Linked DNA regions of Hordeum vulgare: region 1 is linked to region 2. The links are chromatin contacts, called in public Hi-C maps. All regions are on one chromosome and are shown on one strand. Each heading gives the region's core, a stretch centred on a gene start, on an enhancer-like site or on the middle of the called end of the contact. The rest is flanking DNA. Distances are from core to core; before and after follow the strand shown. Region 1 holds the start of LOC123444218 (farnesyl pyrophosphate synthase-like). Region 2 has its middle 76 kb from the start of LOC123444218.

Region 1 (3,569 bases), core at 761-3,260, 76 kb after region 2:
TTGAATGTATTATTCACATGGGTGCGGGTGAAACCATGTTCACCTTTGTGTTTTCACTGTTTGCATGGGGTCGAGACCAGCCCTACCAAAATGGGGTGAGCCAAAATTTTGGTGGAAGAATTCACCGTGGTGGGCTCGCCAACACAAGGGTGCAAACAGTGAACCATCAACCAAATATTTGGCGTTTATCCAATCATATAGCTAGGCTATCGATCAAAGCTAAAATCCTGAGAAGGTAGTTGTTGTTGTCAGCCAAACAACCCTGTAACCCTTAAAATAATGCATAATGTATTTGTTGATAGGTACTTTTTAGAGGAGTAGGATCCTTGAAGGGTAAAAATCTTTACGAAATTTCCTAAATTTTTTGTGTTGACATTATTGAACATTGCCTTTTAACTCAAAGGAATTCAAGAAGGACTAACAATAGTTTGGTTCCAAAAATATTCATTGTATTTTTACACATCAAACCAGTTACATTTTTATAATTTTGTATTGGCTTTCAATGTATGATAACAGTATTGGCGTCGTGATCCTTCGATAAGAGGCACTCTTTCTCTTTGGGCGAAAATCGACCTTGATGATCGGTCTACAACCAACACTAAACCATGCTCCTTATCAGTCATTGATCCATTCCCGTGGAGGCTATCAACGATGCCAAAGGTACATCCAGCCTGGCCATGCAGGTCTAATCATTACGCGTAATTGAGAACGAGAATTATGTAACAAACTAAGTACTGAGAATATTGATGAAGGATTGACTAAGTTAGATTCTAAAAAACGGTATGGTAGCAGCCGTTTACGAAGTTGTAACAATGGCTAACCTTTAGGATTTTTAGCTACACAAAGTCTGAGTGTAAACGAAGCCCTACGAGCCATATTTATGCAGGTACATAGGAGAAGTTCCACTGAGAGTTGAGGGAAGGGGAATTCAGATCCCCATCCTAAATCGTTTTTGTCCATTCATATAGACTCTTAATGTGTTACAAAGAGATGGTGATCATGTAGATAGATGATGATGGTGTCCTCTCGGTGGTGCTGTGATGTGGGTGGAGTCTCTTTGTCGATTCCCTTTCAAGAATCCTTTGAGAGGCTAGGTTATTTGTTCTGGACGAGTTTCTGGTGGCTACGGGTGTCTGTTCATCGATCTAATTTTACGGGAGCAAAAAACTTGACTAGGAGGTGACGGTGACATTCGGTATGATCGGTGTTACAAGCGCGTCCACTCGTAACATGTGTTGTCTTGCACTTTGGACCTCTCCGTGAGGTTCCTATTTTCTCCCGATTGGTCTATTCTTTTAAGACAGTATTCTATCATGTTAGATTGACCTAATTTTACCATCGTATCTGGGTGTTCTTTTCTTAGATTCCTAAATGCTTTCGTAAGTGTTAACTTTGTAAAAACTGACAGAAGGATGCATGGATACAGTAAAATCCGAAGAATCCTAACACCACGGAACGAAATAAGAGATGCAAAATAAAATAAAATTTAAACCCATCGAAACCGGCATCGAGCGTTGCTCCGGGTGTGCCATGGAGCCGTGTTGCGACCGTCATCAAGCGTCACTGGAACCAGCGTATAGCGGTGTTCGAATCAGCGCGTGAATACATTGGACACAACCATGTGCGAAGCTACGAGAAGTGACGCCGGAAGCTGCGATGAGGATGGCACGACACTACAACCGTTGGAGCTGCAAAGAGGATAGTCGGAGATGCGTTCTCCAACGGGTCGGCGGCGGCGAGCCGGCGAGGGGCCTCGAGCTGCACAAGAGGAGGCGGCGAGCCGACGAAGGCAGGGACGAGTGAAGCGACGAGGATTTTCCCTTTCAGTAGAGGAAAGACGGTGAACGTTCATTGATCCAACGGTTCGGAGCACGTAGATCTAACGCGGCGCGGCGATCCCTCTCGCGCTTGCGCCAGTCGCGGGAGGCCAGCGCCCTTCCCAGCGTCGCTCCCACGCGTGTCGCCGTCACGGATCTCCGTGGCATCTCCCGTCCTTAAATAAAACGCGTGCCCAGAAATCTGTTTGCCCCACAAAAATTCCGTCCAGGGCGTGCAGTAGAGAGCTCCTTGCTTCTCATCCTCCTCCCCAACCATACTCTCCACAGAAATCTCCGCTCCTTCTCGTCCCTTCTCGCTCGCGTGCGCAATGGCGGCGGCGGCGGCGGTGGCGTTGTCGAACGGCTCCGGTGGCGACTCCAAGGCCGAGTTCGCGGAAATATACAGCAGGCTCAAGGAGGAGATGCTCGAGGACCCCGCCTTCGAGTTCACCGACGAGTCCCTCCAGTGGATCGACCGCGTAATGCCTCCTCCCCCCTTCCATCTCTCTATATATTTCTGGGAGTGCGGCTGTTGGTTTGATCTGGTTTCAGAGTAGACGGCGCACACGGGTCTTTGGGTGATTGTCATGGATTTGGTGACTGGCCGGTAAAATTCTCCCGGTCTGTGCAGTTTTGTGTTCCGATGGGAGTAAGGGTTGGGAGTTGCAGAGGGGACGTGAAGGCCGAGTAAAATTTTGCTGCAAACAAGCAATAATTTTAAACAACCTACTCTTATTTATGCAGCACTTTCACCTCATTTTTGGCGAGCCCTCCTATTATTCATGACATTTGAGCTGTTCCGGTTCCTGTGGCACACTGAACCAACCAATCCAAGGAGCAAGGATTGGGAGCGAGCATCTAATAGGGTGGCTGTGGAACATGTTTTTTATATGGAAGATAACGTATCCTCTGCCCTCTGCATCCGAAGCTGCATAAAACCCGATTGTTACAGCTTCTCAAGAGTTTTAAACCAAGCAGCTACTATGAAACACTGACAATTCCGTTGCTACTCAGCCAATTGCTAAACCTCCACCCGTGTTGGGGCATGCCATCTACTCCCTCCGTTCCAAAATATAAGACCTTTTAGAGATTCCATTAAGAGACTACATACGGAGCAAAATGAATGAATCTATACTCTAAAACATGTCTATATACATTCGTATGTAGTTTATAGTGCAATCTCTAAAAGGTCTTATATTTAGGAACGGAGGGAGTACTATTCACTTTATGGACTAGAGTATCGAGATAAAAGGAATTATCATGAGATAACATACAGTATCATAATTCTTTTTCACAATTCACTTTCATATCCAGTAAATCATGAATGTACATATAGGAATCATCAGTATTTCTTAAAAGAACTTGGATTCATTTAATGGAGTTTAACTAAAGCTTAAATTGTCTGGAGTTGTGGCTTTGCGATGCCAGATATGGGTTACAGGAAAGTGATACAAGAATTCCTGAGCACTACTATTGCCTATGGCCACAAATTCTTGTCTCTTAAAAAACAGCGACACTATAAAAAAAATCCAGCTGCTGGCTGGCTTGCATTTATCATAGCAGGAAGCACATGGGAAATACAAAATATGGGTTCTTCAAATACAGATGGCATGGGTCTCTTTTCCATACAAGCAGACAGTAATACTTCAAGAGCAGCGTTTCGGTGCCCAGGCTCATCTGCACCTGCGATGAAGAAAAACAATCAAAACAAATACTGCAAAAATTCAAGAAGTTCCAATTATTTTTTGCATG
Region 2 (3,808 bases), core at 715-3,214:
ACCTCCTATATTACGCTCTGCATGCTGGGAGAATATCCAGCACACCGTATGGGCCGACCCATGCACAGGCGCCTTCTTTTAGTTCCGTTTATTTATTTATTTTCACTTTTGTTTTATTTATTCTATTTTAAATAATTTAAAACTTTAAATAATCTTTAAAATTTTAATAAACTGAAAATTATAAATCAACATATTTAAAAAATTAAAATGTTTGTGACTTCAAAAACTGCTCGGAGTTTTGTAAAAAAATACTCGCATATACAATAAAATGTTTGCAATTTTAGAAAAATGTGTGTACAATAAGAATAGTCCATGATCTCAAATACAATTCCATTTATTAAAATTTATTGAAGGCATTTAACAAAATGCTTTCTAATTCAAAATATGTTAATGCATTTTAAAAATGTCCTAAAATTTTAAAAATAGCTAATGCCTGTTTTGATAGTTTCTTTTTTTATTTAAAATATTCCGTTCCACTTTTGTTTATTTATAATTTAAATAATTTAGAATTACAAAAACTTTTGCATATTAAAAAATAGGAATTTTGAATTAAAATGCTGACGAATTTTTATTTTGAATTAAATGGGATACCATAAAGCGCCGTATTTTTATATTTTTTTGCAAATTCCAAAACAATGTCCATGAATTTAATAAATAGTTTACTGATTTATAATTTTTTTTGTTTATTTAGAAAAACTTCATTCGTTTCAAAAAATGTTTGTGAATTTAAAATAAAATCCTCCAACATCAAAAAATATGTTCGTCTTTTCTTGAATTGGTCGCCAATTCAAAAGAAAATATTTAAACCCGTTCGAAATATAAAAAATATTCACGATTTTTAGTAAATATTTGTAAATTGTAAAAAATGTTCTCGATTTTAATTTTTTTCCATATTTGTAAAATTGTTCACGAAAGATCTAATGTATGTAGTTAAACATTAATGCTTCTAAGTCTTTGTGACTATATACCTGTGTGAATTTTGAAGATTAACTGTTGGATGGATCGGATTATTATCGTATGTTTTCTAAAAAAAATCTTGAAATTCAGAATAAATCTTTGAGTTATCAAGATTTTTGACAACCATGATATATATTTTTTGAAAATGTAAAGATTGCTTCAAATTGTGAATAAATTTAAAAGAACAAACATTTTCTTGCATTTGTGTACAAAATTTCTAAATCAAGCGATGATATGTGAACATAATGTGGTCATCATCATTAAAGATTATGTTTTTTTTTTCATGACAACGCACGGGTCATTTTGCTATATATATATATATAGAGAGAGAGAGAGAGAGAATAGCGTTTTGGAGGCCGAGCTCCATGGAGGCCTTTATTTTTGAAAAATTCAAATTCAAATTTTTATGGTTCAAATAATTCTGAAAAAAATATGTATGTATGTAAGGATGTAACCAACATGTGTGTAAAATTTCAGGTCAAATTAATTTAGAATGTGATCTGTACAAAAAAGACAAATTCATGGTCTGAAATGATGAATATTAACATGTATTAAACAGCCCCAGATTTGTCTTTTTTACACAGCCCTCATTTCAACGTATTTTGTTCTGAAAATTTACACACTTTTGTATTATACCTTCATTTATCTATATATTTTTTTTCAGAATTTTTTGAAATATTAAAATATAAATTTTCATTGAATTTGAAGTTTGAATTTAAAGGCCTCCAGTGAGCTCGGGAGCCAAAAGCAATATTCGTGTGTGTGTGTATATATATATATATATATATATATATATATATATATATTGGTAAACACGCTATCACAATCCTTGGTACAGTAGGTAACCTGGGGGTCTTGCACCAACTCCTCGCCTCGTTTTTACCAACGTAATCACATTCCTGTCCAGGTTCATCATGTGATCAAACAAGTCGCATCCATATGCTCCGTGGCCGCCAAGTATATGTAGCAGTACTTCATTCCACTGCCTGGTCACGGGCTCACCGCACGCACGGCGAAAATTGCGAGAAGTATCCCACTGCGGCGAGTGAGCTAGCGACCAGTGACGTGGCCACGTGGGAGGCCATGTTCAGCGGCGGCGGTGTACGTCCAACTGCTGACTATATGTCATCTTATAGCCCATCTTATAGTTAGCTTGTATAATAATTAGCTATAAAAGAGTACTACTTTTATCATATATGACTCATCTTTCATTTTTATAAAGCACCTAGAAGCACGTGCTAGAGCTGACTCTTCACAAAAAGCCCGCTTCACTTCTCTCTCATCCAACTCAGTAAAAATATAGTATTTTAATCTTTACAGTCTGCTGACTGTACCTTATTGTACTTGCTGTAACCGGGTGCGGAAAAGAGCTCTAGCTTTTAGCTATTCGATCGTGCGTCGTCACGTTTTGCAGGCAGCTACTAGCCTATGAATGTCGGCGGACATATTCGGAAGCGGACAATGATCAAACAAATTGTAAATAACTAGATGATGCCCCGCGCGTTGCCGCGGGAATTTTATGGCACATGATGTTAAGAAATAAGTACAAAACTATTAAGTTGAATAATACTGGATGATGGTATTGGATACAAAATAAACTTTTGACGTCTAACTCGATATCACATTTCTCTAGGTTTACAAATTATATATAAACCGTCTAACAAACCACTTGTGTTACCATAATGATGTCCAGCATGATGTAATTCAAGGCATGCTAATGAAAATTGGAAGTATGGATACTGCTTGATAATCGAAGCGCCTCCAAGGTGATACTTTATAGTGACATAACTGCCTTATCGTAGCCAACGCTTGCTATTTTGAACTATATTATAGTGACATAACTGCCTTACTGATAATAATTTTAGTTCATGTGTCATAGCACTTATTAACTGGATTATATGGGTATGTAGAGTAGAGATGGCCAAAGTATCTTCCATCTGAGCATGTATCGCAAATCAAGACATGTTTGCATCTTTTCTGCACCTTTCTGTAGACATCCATGAGCGTGTATGGCAAATGTGAGATATTTGTATTCAAATGTGGGATACCAACTGTCCGGACGAATAATAGAGGAAACTCTCTGATACATTAACACTGCAATGCAATTTGAGAATACACAAAATTGATGCAAAATCAAACTGAATATTGTTGATCAAAATCTATAGAAATTTTGTCCTATATACCTTTGTTGAAGTAAATAAGTTAACTAACCTGCAAAGGAAAAATTAGGATACACAAAATGGATGCTAAAGCAAACTGAATACTGTTGGTCAAAATCAATAGTAAAATTGGTCTATGTCTTCGTCGAAGTAAATAAGTTAAATGACCGTTCACAATCTCCTTTGTAGCGTCATCTTGGTAAACTGTAAGTGTGCACATCATATATTGAACCATACTACGACGGGTGATGTGTAAAACAATTATTCAGTATATCAAGTATATAGATGAGTATTGTACTGGATTCTTGGTTCTATTAATCCTGGGGAAAATTTGCATGGTATTCTTTCCCGTCCACATCCTCTAAAATAACAATGAAGGGTTAAATAAACAGAACCTTAGTACAGTTATTTTGTGTGTAGAGGTCATCGCTATTATATGAACCAAGTGACTAAGCAAGCACGATTACTTTGTTTCTTGAAATTTTGTTTACAGCCCACAACATGCCAATGTCATGGCAAAAAATCTGAACGGAACACATCTTCAGAAGAAAAAAAGAAATAACCTTGTCATATGCCAATGCTCACGATTCCATCAATTTTGGACGACAGAATAGAAACCCACAACATGAGGGGAAATAAATAGGAACAAAAGTAGAAATGCATTTTTTAGAGGAAATAGATGGTACTTTCTC

What was found. A called contact is a pair of places that touch in the nucleus more often than the background predicts.
Region 1: a Hi-C map of seedling shows a contact between it and region 2, with 1.8 times the contacts expected there. The contact joins the promoter of LOC123444218 here to the enhancer-like site in region 2. A contact is called at or near these places in 2 of 6 Hi-C or Micro-C datasets (leaf and seedling).

Annotation. Positions count from the first base shown.
Region 1 is chr3H:453,385,719-453,389,287 of MorexV3_pseudomolecules_assembly, forward strand. LOC123444218 (farnesyl pyrophosphate synthase-like) reads left to right here and starts at 2,011. Exons shown (of 11, transcript XM_045120873.1): 1 at 2,011-2,296. The coding sequence starts at 2,147.
Region 2 is chr3H:453,309,622-453,313,429 of MorexV3_pseudomolecules_assembly, forward strand. No RefSeq gene overlaps it. Among protein-coding and RNA genes, the nearest start is that of LOC123444218, 76 kb to the right of the region's middle. Within about 2 kb of position 1,965, at least 2 of the 3 cell types and tissues checked have open chromatin away from gene starts, as enhancers often do. A contact at or near this core is called in seedling, where this site is marked.